Linked DNA regions of Pan troglodytes: region 2 is linked to region 1. The links are chromatin contacts, called in public Hi-C maps. All regions are on one chromosome and are shown on one strand. Each heading gives the region's core, a stretch centred on a gene start, on an enhancer-like site or on the middle of the called end of the contact. The rest is flanking DNA. Distances are from core to core; before and after follow the strand shown. Region 1 has its middle 4.2 kb from the start of TMSB4X. Region 2 has its middle 57 kb from the start of ATXN3L.

Region 1 (3,148 bases), core at 385-2,884:
GGCAGTTGTGCTTTCCACAGCGTCTGGTGGATAGTAATTGCTCAATAACACTTCTCCCACTGCATTGAATTGATTTTCTTTTCTTTTCTTTTTTTGAGACAGTCTCGCTCTGTCACCCAGGCTGGAGTGCAGTGGTGTGATCTCGGCTCACTGCAACCTCCACCTCCCGGATTCAAGCCATTCTCTGCCTCAGCCTTCCATGAATTGATTTTCTTAAATGAGGGAGGTACTTGAACTCAGGTGTTGAACCTGTGACTCTAATTGCCTTGCTTTCTTCTCCCCAGATAATTAAATCCATTTAGTCTTAATGTTCTAGATGTCAGAATGTTCCAGGATCATCCCTGCCCCAGGCAGCTACATTTATAAGTCTGTTAGTATGTGCCGGGCACAACTACCATTGAGGTAGGAGTTTTCGATCCCAATTAAAAAGACAGAGGCACACAGGGGCAAAGGAACTGCTTACAATGGGTGCAGACATTGTTCCCAGTGAGACCCCCCCCCCCCCAAAAAAAAAGGCCTTGGGTGACTCCGGGTTGTATGGTGCACTCTGGCCTTGGGGCTCTCTGGTGAAAGATAAGTAGAGTCCACTTTGCGCCTGTCCTGCCTTCCTCATCTCACGGGCCACAGCGCCCAATGAAAAATGTGCCAACATTGCCTGCGTTGAAGGGCGGTTCCCCTCCAACCCTGTGTCTGGTGGAACCCGGAAAAGGTGACAGGGGACGCAGTTTTATTTTGCTTTCCAGGGCGGGCCTGGGATAGAGTCGTGGCTATTTCTAACTGTGGAGAAGTTGGCTAGAAGTCTGAATTCATGAAAATGAGTTCTATTAGTTTGAACCTATTTAATTTTGTGCCAAAAACTTGCCAGAAGAAGAGAAGAAGGAAGAGGAGGGAGGAACGGAAGAACAGGAACAAAGCTGAGCTCCCAGCTCTTGCTTTCTCAAGCCCAGATCCCTTTGTCTGAGTTTCAGGGCCTCCTACCATCTGCCCCACCTGCCTGCACCCCACGTTCCCCTGTGGCCCCTGCAGTCTCCATCTGGTCTCCTTCACAGCAGAGCCCTCCTTCCACTGATTGGAATCTAAAACCCCTTAAAGACACGCCTAAGTCCCCCCTGTGAATAACAGGAAAATGAAAAGAGAAAGGATATTTAGTAGACTAGCTATATCTTGTAACCTCAGCTATAAGCCCTTTTAAACAATATCTGATTCCATTCTTACCCTATGGAGTGAGTACTAATATCCCCATTTTACTACTAAAGAATTGAGGCTCCGAGAATTTAAGCAATTTGCTCTTAATCAAATGCCCAGGTCTGTCTACCAATTCTTTCCACCGAGGCCTATCTCTGCCTTATCTTTAGTTGAAGTATCTTTCTCCAGGACTCCCACCCAGAGCGGACCCACATGGTGCAAAGAGGAAGGCGAGCAGGGGGTGGCAGGAAAGCAAAGAGGAGTGAAAGAACACCCTCGCCTGTGCTCAGTGCTGAGTGCCGTGCTGCTAATTGTCCTGTTTGCTTTATTGATCCGATGGAAACTTTAGAGCCAAAAGAAATGTAAAAGGGGATCTCATTCAACCCAGTTTCCCTTCTGTGGCTTGAATTTTCCTCTACAACATCCCCTCCAAGTGGTTACTCAGCCTCCACACAGCCAGGGAACAATACGGAAGCAGAGAATCTTCGAGTTAACGCAGGGGGCAATGAGTAGCTGAGCTTGGCAGGCACTTGCGTAAAATGAGAGAAAGTGACAGGAAATAACGCTGGGAACCAGGCAGGGGCCAGGTTGTAGAATAATGATAGTAACAATCATGGCTGTAACCATAGCAGTAATAACAGCAAGTGCTTTCTGAGTGCTTTCCATATACTGGGGAGCTTTCCATGTAGTATTTCCCGAATCCTCACACAATCCTATGACAGTGGCACCGTTATTTTCCTCATTTTGCAGATGAGAGAATTCTAGAGGGATTAAATAACTTCCCCAAGAAAACACAACGAAAGCCAAAGGCAGGATTTGAACTCAGACTGGCTGGCTCAGAAGCCGCCTCATTTAAACACTACTCTTCTCTAGAATCCTAAGGCCTTTTAAAGGCTTTGTTCCATACGCCAGATAAGGGTAAAGTTATATTGTCTCAATCAGCTGTCTAGCTTTTTCATCATGTAGATGTTTCTTCTCTTTTTCTTTTTCTTTTTTTTTTAAGAAACAGGTTCTCTCTATGTTGCCCAGGCTGGTCTCAAGTTCCTGGGCTCAAGCAATCCTTCCACCTCGGCCTCCCAAAGTGCTAGGATTACAGGGGTGAGCCACCGCACCCAGCCTACATCATGAAGACATTTAAACATAGATATCGTAATAATGTCATATACATTAAAATTTTCCCTGCCCCAATTTTCAAATTATTTCATTACAGAAATTCAATCTGCTCTTTTTCCTCCTCCTGCATGGCCAAGGCACTGGCAATAAAGAGAATTTGTATCCTGAACGTTAGTAGTTTTCCTCAGCTTTTCACTACTTCAATATTTTTCTTTTTCTTTTTCTTTTTTTTTTTTTTTTTGAGTCGGAGTCTTGCTCTGTCACCAGGCTGGAGTGCAGTGGTGCAATCTCGGCTTACTGCAACCCCCGCCTCCCAGGTTCAAGCGATTCCCCTGCCTCAGCCTCCTGAGTAGCTGGGGTTACAGGTGCACACCACCACTCCCAGCTAATTTTTTGTAATTTAGTAGAGACAGGGTTTCACCGTGTTGGCCAGGATGGTCTTGATCTCCTGACCTCGTGATCTACCCGCCTCAGCCTCCCAAAGTGCTGGGATTACAGGCGTGAGCCCGGCCTTACTACAATATTTTTCTAAGAAGTCATTCATATTACAATGGCTAAAAAAATTAGTAGGTTCAATAGCATATTGAAAGGGGAGGCATTACACACTCCCAATGGCTTTCTGTGTTAAAAATGACAAACCTTTGATTCCATTGTGAAGCAGAATTATGCTTAGCAAGTAACAAGTGTTTGTATATTTTAATGTGTTTTTTCTGTGGGTGCCAAAGCTTTATATAAAATATAGTTCCCAGATCATCAGCAGAAGATGGTTAATAGCTTTATGGTGAGGAAAATGGAGTGTAGGTAATGGAGCACTGGCTCAAATCTGAGGGGAAAACCCATGTAGGCCAAG
Region 2 (3,148 bases), core at 382-2,881, 410 kb before region 1:
TCGGTGTATGCCTTCTCGGCGCGCCTGCTGGCCGTCGGGGAGCCTGTGAGCCTGGGCTCCCTGCGGGTCAAGGTACTACTTATAGAGAATGTGGCGTCCCTCTGAGGCACCACGGTCCGGGACTACACCCAGATGAACGAGCTGCAGCGGCACCTCGGACCCCGGGGCCTGGTGGTGCTTGGCTTCCCGTGCAACCAGTTTGGGCATCAGGAGAACGCCAAGAACGAAGAGATTCTGAATTCCCTCAAGTACGTCCGACCTGGTGGTGGGTTCCAGCCCAACTTCATGCTCTTCGAGAAGGGCGAGGTGAACGGTGCGGGGGCGCACACTCTCTTTGCCTTCCTGCGGGAGGCCCTGCCAGCCCCCAGCGACGACGCCACTGCGCTTATGACCGACCCCAAGCTCATCACCTGGTCTCTGGTGTGTCGCAACGATGTTGCCTGGAACTTTGAGAAGTTCCTGGTGGGCCCTGACGGTGTGCCCCTACGTAGGTACAGCCGCCGCTTCGAGACCATTGACATCGAGCCTGACATCGAAGCCCTGCTGTCTCAAGGGCCCAGCTGTGCCTAGGGCGCCCCTCCTACCCCGGCTGCTTGGCAGTTGCAGTGCTGCTCTCTGGGGGGTTTTCATCTATGAGGGTGTTTCCTCTAAACCTACAAGGGAGGAACACCTGATCTTCCAGAAATACCCCCTCGAGATGGGCGCCGGTCCTGTCCATCGCAGTCTCTGCCAGACCAAGGCGAGTTTCCCCACTAATAAAGTGCCGGGTGTCAGCAGAAAAAAAAAGAAAAGAAAAGAAAAGAAAAGAATGCACTGGAGCAAAGAAACCAGAAGATAGCTTAGAAGAAACTATTGTAACGGTCCAGGCAGGACTTACTGAAGGTCAGAATTAAGGCAACAGCAATGAGAATAGAGAAGTCAAGATCGTTTCAAGCAATGCTAAGGAGATGGAATCTACAAGACTCCATTGATTCCATAAGGCCCCAGTGACTGATTGACGGTAGAGTTGGGTACCCAAAGTTAGGTTTCTGACTTGAAGGGAACATTGGAGAGGGGATAGGTGTTGAGTTAAAATGTTGCTGAAATGCTTGTGGGATTACCTGTGCTTCTGAAATGTTGTTTAAAGTGTTTGTGGGATTACTAAGAAGCACGAGTAGATCAAGTTAATATTCAGAAACTGTTTATCACATGCTGGGCTATGGGATCAATTTACTGGACTGAACTTCATACATTAAAGTTCCGTATTATTCCCTCTATCACGTAATTTAGAGAGCAAGGAGAGAACAAAGACACAGGTCAACAAGCTTCTTTAAAATCTCACTTACTCTCCTTCTCTACTTCCATTTACCCTGAGAATAAAGAAGAATAAAGGGGTGGGAAAGGCCTATCCTCATTCCTCTTGCTCTTTCCACAGAGGACAATGAGGCTGGACTGAGCAGTGTCTTCATCCCTCACGGAATTCCAAGGTGGACGCCATCTGTGAAGCGACTTCGTGTTGGCCTGAACTTGCTAGGAGCTTTTAGCCACTCATTTGGTTGTAATCCAACACATGACGTAATAGTCGGCCGTCTGGATTAATCAGTCCCAGCTGTTGGACGCTCTGCTCTGTGTGGGGGTTCAAGCCTCTCCATCTGTTCCTGGGGCCTCTCCACTTATCCCTTCTCTGCTTGAGCCTCCAGCCATGACAGATGGCTCTTTCTCAGTATTACAGATAATTTTTCTCTGATCAGTGTCTCAGCTCCAATTTGTGCTTAACATTTTTAACTGCCCCTCATCACTGCCATCACCTTAGGCATTTATGGAGATTAATTTATACTACATATGCATATGTATGTGTCTGCATGCATATAATGACCTGCACACACATTCATAATTTCATTCTGTTTACCATTCGCACACAACAACTAGCATTGTGGTCATGCTGGTTGCCCCTCCCTTACTGGGTTATTTCTTTTGGAGAATCTATCTAGATGATCTTACTCACTGGAAAGGCGTGATACGAAGGCGACTCAGCTGGGTGAAAACGTGGTTGGAGCATAAGAGTCCCAGCATCAAACAGTAATAGAAACAGCAGTAGCAGCAGTGTATTTCCACAGCACTCTTAAACTCGGCTTGGATTCTCTACAATGGCTGTGGGTAGAAAAAATAGCAGGGCTTCTGACGAGTTGTGGATCAACTCCAAAACCCCTCTCCACCACATTTATGAGTACTTGAAACCACAAAAGTTATAATCTCCCAGTCCCAAGGTCCTATTCTATATCCTGCTGCTCCAGCCAGGCAGCTTCATTTTTGGCTCTGAGAACCACATCTCTGTAATTACAAAACTTGAGTTCAAACAATGTGGGGATTTTCGGGAGTGGTTGAGAAAGACTGTCAATAGAGAGACTGCACATGGCAGCTGTAGCCCAAGCCAGGGAATATTCTCATCAGCAAACCACAGAACAGGCTTTGGAACAATGTCTTTTACCACACCTGCTATCCCAGTCATCTTCACACGTGAAAGGATAAAATTTACACAGATGTTTCATTTCCTCCAGGGAATATTTCAAAGCAATGATAATTTTCATTTATTATTTTATGTCTAATTATTAGCACCGTTCTTTTTTTTTCTTTTTTTGGCCAATGATGATAGTAGTGGTTTCCTTTAAGACTGGATATCTAAAATAGTCTACTTTATATCCCTTAGCAATCTTTATGTTTCATATACAAATAATACTATTGCAGTGGTGGTCAACCAGGGTTGATTTTGCCCTCCTGGGGACATCTGGCAATATCTGGAGACATTTTGGTTGACACAACTTCTGTGGGAGTGGAGGTGCTCCTGGTATCTAGCAGGTGGAGGCCAGGGAAGCTGAAAACTGGATTATTCGTTAATTATGCCACTGCTATGCTGTCAGTAAATCTGACGAATGCTGTTCCGTGAAAAGGAGAGCTCAAGGGTGTGGAATTCCAGGTGCCAGGCAAGCCTTCTTCCAGAATATTTTGACCTGGATGAAGGCTCACCCCAGAAACCAAAAAATTTTACTTTGATCTTGACTAAATTCTGGGGACCAGCCAGAATATAGGGGCTGGCATGTGACTGTGATGGGATTGTTTGCCCTGCCAGACAATGTAAGTTGGATCTATTTTTGGTGGATGTCTTGGGGCC

Evidence for each region. A called contact is a pair of places that touch in the nucleus more often than the background predicts.
Region 2: a Hi-C map of stem cell-derived neural progenitor cells shows a contact between it and region 1, with 3 times the contacts expected there. The contact joins two enhancer-like sites. A contact is called at or near these places in 1 of 7 Hi-C or Micro-C datasets (stem cell-derived neural progenitor cells) and 1 of 1 datasets of contacts at active chromatin or transcription factors (stem cell-derived excitatory neurons).

What each region holds. Positions count from the first base shown.
Region 1 is chrX:13,546,752-13,549,899 of NHGRI_mPanTro3-v2.0_pri, reverse strand. No RefSeq gene overlaps it. Among named protein-coding and RNA genes, the nearest start is that of TMSB4X, 4.2 kb to the left of the region's middle. Within about 2 kb of position 1,634, at least 7 of the 24 cell types and tissues checked have an H3K27ac peak or open chromatin away from gene starts, as enhancers often do. A contact at or near this core is called in stem cell-derived neural progenitor cells, where this site is marked.
Region 2 is chrX:13,953,509-13,956,656 of NHGRI_mPanTro3-v2.0_pri, reverse strand. It overlaps the pseudogene LOC736283. Among named protein-coding and RNA genes, the nearest start is that of ATXN3L, 57 kb to the right of the region's middle. Within about 2 kb of position 1,631, at least 6 of the 24 cell types and tissues checked have an H3K27ac peak or open chromatin away from gene starts, as enhancers often do. A contact at or near this core is called in stem cell-derived neural progenitor cells, where this site is marked.